2 separate regions of the Zea mays genome follow, and region 2 is linked to region 1. A link is a contact called in public Hi-C data. All regions are on one chromosome and are shown on one strand. Each heading gives the region's core, a stretch centred on a gene start, on an enhancer-like site or on the middle of the called end of the contact. The rest is flanking DNA. Distances are from core to core; before and after follow the strand shown.

Region 1 (2,559 bases), core at 43-2,542:
GCGTGGAGCAGCGGCAGCGCCTACTGCATGGCTCTTGACGACTAAGTATGTCTTCAATCATCTCCTCTAAATTTCTCTCCCTATACCTCACTTTCCCGCCACGTCAGCTATCTCTCTTCCCCTATATCTCCACCCTGTACAGCGGTTCCCCCTAAATCATTCCCCTATACCCCACTATAATCATAAAATATCATTTTTCATACATATTCACCATCTATTATCATTTTTCCCAACTAAAAAACACTGCCGCACACGTAAACCGAGGGCAGAGGGCTCACTGTCGCACCCCCACATCTGTTTGTTTCCTGTAGCCTCCACTTAAATTGTAGCGTGTAGAGGAGTTCAAAGGGGGCACCGTCGTAGGGATTTGAACCCCCTAAGGGCATGTTCGTTTACAAGGGATTGAATCCCCAAGTGGATCTAATTCATGGAGGGATTAAGTGGATCCCTCCCTTTCACTTAATCCTCTTGGGGGTTTAATCCCTCTATGTTTAATCCCTGCCTCAAAAAGTTTATTCGGTTAATGTCGCACCTATACACCGTCGTTGCCGCCTACTCTTTACGACTTATGTCGCGCGGGTGCCGTTCCACCCCTAAGAGACCGGGCGCTGTTCTAGACCAGGGGCAATAAAAAAATCATGAACTCGACCGGGCACAGTTCTAGGACGGGGGACAAAAGGGACTTAACCGAGCGCCTTTCTTTTTTGGACCAGGATTGTTTCCAGGAGGTGGTATTCCATGGGATTAGGCCGTGATCCCGGCCGAGGAGGGCCTAAGCTAATAGGCCCTAAACGGCTAAGGGGTAGGGGAGGGGGAGAGGGAGGTCGATGGGAACCGTTGAAAGCAGTCTAACGCACCCCGTTTTCTTTCCCTTTCCTCTCTGAAAACGGCTAGGCGCTGCCCGTCAAAATACTGGGTCTAGTCTAGGGCGCGAAGCTTTTCACCAAAAGAGGAAGAGGAATACCCACCATCACTCACTCACATTGTCACGTACTGTGTCTACGACTGTGCAAGTATAGTGTCACACATTGAGACACACTGAGAGAGAGAGATGGTGTGCCTATGCACGTATAGTGTCTTACTAGTAGGCTCTATATATGCGTGGTGTGGGCTGCCGTGCCGTACCATCACTGCTCTCCTGCCCTCCTCTTTATAAACAGCGCGCAACGAGGGAGCCCCGGCACTTGCTTCAATACTAGCTCGCTCACCACTCACCAGTCACCAGTCTAGCAAGCAACAACAAAGGCGTAGGAGGAAGCTTGTTTTGGACCGAGCAAGCGAGCCAGCCGAGCGTGGGAGAGAGAGAAAGAGGAATTAATTGATGGGCGAGGAGGCCAGCTGCGACGCCGTCAGCCTGACGGAGGCCGGCACCAACGCCAAGCCGGTGGGCAAGGAGGTCGGCCGCGAGCCGGCTGCAGCCCCCGCCGCCGCGGCCGACCCCCGGCTGCAGGGCATTTCCGACGCCATCCGCGTCGTGCCGCACTTCCCCAAGCAAGGTGCGTGCATGCCCTTGCCCTTGGCCTCCTCGTGTTCATTCTTTCATTCCTCTCCAATCTCCATCCACGCGCTGCTCTCCGATTGATCACGCCGCCGCTTGCCAGTAACGCTGACCGTTCTTTTTTTTTTCTGCTTCGCGCGCTCTTGTGTATGTGTGTGTGTGCATGCATCATGCGTGCGCCGTTGGGGGGCTTGCGGTCAGGCATCATGTTCAACGACATCACCACGCTGCTGCTGCGCCCCAGGGTGTTCAAGGACGCCGTCGACCTGTTCGTCGAGCGGTACCGCGGGATGGGCATCGACGCCGTCGCCGGTAAGCAGCAGAACCCGACGGACACCTCCCCTAGTATCGTCCCGCCCACCTCTCTCTGCCGAGTGCCGACTGCCGAGTGCCGAGTAGGCAGCCTTGCGGTGACTGGAGCGGCACGTCGCTGTCGTCCCGGCCGTGCGCGTGCAGCCGCGGGGGGAGCTGACTAGCTGAGCTGTGGGCAGAGTTCTGAGATTCCGTAAAATCTCTGAGATCACCCTGGTCCTTTTGCTCCCCCGGGCTTTTGTCGTCGCGCGCGCCCGCACCTGCCCCGGGTCCGTTGGCACATGACTGACCTGGGCCGACGCGACTTTCCAGGCTTTTCCGCCTCGTCCGGTACGTGGCCCCCCTTGGGACCGCGTGATCGGACGGTTGCGTGCGGCCGGCGCACGGGATCGGGCGGTCCGGGGACGCCGGCGGTACACACCCGTCGTCGGTTTCCGCGGGTGGCGCGCCCTGATGTCACGCGGCTCCGCTGTCGCTGTCGCTGTAACTGTTTCCGAGATTTTGCTCTGCGGCTCGCTGGATCCTCTGTCCGCTTCCGTTCCGCGGGCCGTGTTCCCGAATTTCCATTTTTTTTATTTTTCTTTACAAGCGGGACGTACAAATCGAGCGATTTGCGCTGGCTCTGATAAATTGTTGGGTTCACTTGGACATTCCTGTCCAGGGATTGAGGCCAGGGGCTTCGTGTTCGGCCCGGCGATCGCGCTGGCTATTGGCGCTAAGTTCATACCTCTGCGCAAGCCAAGGAAGCT
Region 2 (2,559 bases), core at 34-2,533, 84 kb after region 1:
TACCTTGAATTTACCGCTGTTGTTAAACCATTGAATGTGATAAGTATGTGGATGCCCTCGTGTGGTCAAGCCAAGCTTCTTAACCACCTCAACGTTCACCAAGTTGCTGCAGCTACCACCGCCAATGATGGTATGTACACGGTAGTCCTTGACATTGAGGAACATATTGAAGAGGTTGTGGTGGAGTCTGTTGTCATCGTCGCCTACCGTGGAGCTCGAAGCCCGCTGCACAATCAAGGCCTTATAGGTCTCTATCGCTGTTGTGCCAAGAACCTCTTCATTACCATCATCAGTCCCTACAATGTTAGCTCCAATAGTATCTTTATCTTTAACATCAGAAGCACTAACATACCCACCGTCAGCAGTAGCAATGTATGCTCGTTTGCTGGGGCAATCTCGATGCATATGGTCAAGTCCCTGGGAGCGGTGGCACTTGATGTTGATGGAGCGACCTGTGGAAGAGTTGGTCGCAGTAGGTTATGTTGTAACACTCGAAGGCACCAAGGACTTATTGTTGTCGTATCCTTGTGATGCCAAAGGTACGGTGCTGCGCATGTCGCTGTGTAACACCCAAAATCTTATTTTGGTGATTTAAAGAATTCTCCAAAAGTTTTGAGGCGAAATGACTTCTAATAATGATTTTATTCCTTTGTAAAGTATACGGAATGAATAATTACAATAGGATATTGGTATTCAAAACTTAGACCCAAAACTTTAAAAACTAAAACTTGGCAAAACAAAAAAGACTTTTAATATATTTGTCTTTCCTTTTATAACTATATTATTAACGCACCCTTTAAAAATGTTTATATATTTGAACCAAAATCATCCATGATAAAGATTATAAAATTAAGTTTTTCCTAAACTAAACAAATAAAAAATATTGGAATTATGTATAACTATTTAAATGACTACACTTTCAAATACAACTTTTCTTTTAAATATGTGTGTTGCATATTTGGAGTATTTGCATAAATAAAACAACAAATAAATAGCAATAAAATTATGCTTGCATAACATGCTGGATTGTTTGCTATCGCATTTGGATGCAAATCCTAAATTTGAATCCTATGTGAATATAGAAATTTCCAAATAAAATTCGAATGGAATAGAAAATGAAAATAGAAATTAGGAGAATATAAAAAGGGAAACTTACCTTCTCGTGCCGAACTCCACCCCCCCCCCCCCCCCCCCCCCCCCCCCCCCCCCCATTCCTAGCCCAGCCGTTTCCTTGCCCCAGTCGGCCCATCTTCCCATCCGGCCCACTCTCGGATCCCCTCCCGTGTGGCTCGCGCGCCGGCCCAATTCCAGGGTTTTCGGTCGGCCTGCTCATGTGCGTCGCTGACATGTGGGACCGGATTGTCAGGATCGCCTTCCTCCCCGCGCGGACTCAAATGGATCTGGCCGGCGCTCTCGTGTCTCGAGAGCTTTGGGCACTTGTTTGGATTCGCCCTGGAAGTTGTTGGGATATGATTTCTTGTGACTATATGTATCTCAGAGCTTCCCCTCGTCCTATCAAACCAAAACCCTCCAGAAAACCCTGTAGCAGAGAGAGGGCGACGGGTGTAGAGTGCCGTAGCGAGAGATCTTCGTCGCGCCGTTCGGGCTTCTCAGGGCAGTCAGGGATATGCATGAGCTTGTGTGGAGGCTTTGCGTGCCCTCAATTCGTCGAGAGAAGCTTCAAACCCATGGGAATTTCTCACCGTGGATCTACCGCCGCCGTAAATTTAGGCCTAGCGTGGTCGGGTGGCTCCACGCCCTCAACTCCAATAAGAATCCATCTCCTGTACTCGCCATCTTCCGTAGTGCGCATGGGTGTTTATGGGTAGGGCGATCTGTGCCAGTTTTACCGACCTCCGGCGAGGGGCGCCACCGTGGGCGCTGGTCAGCGTCGTGGGCTGGGTGCGAAGCTTCCATGGGGAAGAAGACCAAGGACCGTTGGATCCTTAATGAAGGGCAGAGATTCGATTACCTGGATAACGTTACAGTAGAGAAATTGAGCCGTAGGATGTAGAGTGTACGGCTGTGATCGGATCCTTGGCTAACCCGTGTGAGATTGGATCCGGACCCTCGATCTAGATCGGACTATTAAGAATCATTCATGGTACTTTATGATCTGGGTCATGGATCTCTGATCCAACGGCTATGTCTCTATACCGGTTCGCCGTGGGATGGGGGTAATCTAGGCCGTTAGGCTAAGATCCGATGGATGAAATCCGAGGATACCCCTTCAGCGTGCATATTTTCTTTAAGAGCCCCTGCGTTTTCTATGAATTGATCCATTGTCCAGCCCTATGCAAAGTTAATTACGGTTGGGTCCGAATCTTCTAATATTAGCCCCTGGGTTTCCTCAAAATCTCATCTGCAGTCCAAACAGAGCTCAAGCTTATTAGAATTACTTAGGAAATGATTTTTTATTTCTAAACCTTCATAACACCATAACTTAATTATTCTAACTCCAAATTGAGCCATTCCAGTTGCAATAAACTCATAATAATATTGTTTATTATTTAGTAACATTATTTATTTTTATGTCACAAGTAGTAAAATCATACACTC

Evidence for each region. Hi-C and Micro-C count contacts between places; a contact is called where the count stands out from the background.
Region 2: a contact with region 1 is called in a Hi-C map of endosperm, with 5 times the contacts expected there. The contact joins the enhancer-like site here to the promoter of LOC100275070 in region 1. A contact is called at or near these places in 3 of 25 Hi-C or Micro-C datasets (ear, endosperm and tassel).

What each region holds. Positions count from the first base shown.
Region 1 is chr4:143,088,353-143,090,911 of Zm-B73-REFERENCE-NAM-5.0, forward strand. It overlaps LOC100275070 (Adenine phosphoribosyltransferase 2), which reads left to right and starts at 1,293. Exons shown (of 6, transcript NM_001317853.1): 1 at 1,293-1,496; 2 at 1,700-1,810; 3 at 2,472-2,559. The coding sequence starts at 1,322.
Region 2 is chr4:143,172,133-143,174,691 of Zm-B73-REFERENCE-NAM-5.0, forward strand. No RefSeq gene overlaps it. Among protein-coding and RNA genes, the nearest start is that of LOC100275070, 84 kb to the left of the region's middle. Within about 2 kb of position 1,284, at least 20 of the 20 cell types and tissues checked have an H3K27ac peak or open chromatin away from gene starts, as enhancers often do. A contact at or near this core is called in ear, endosperm and tassel, where this site is marked.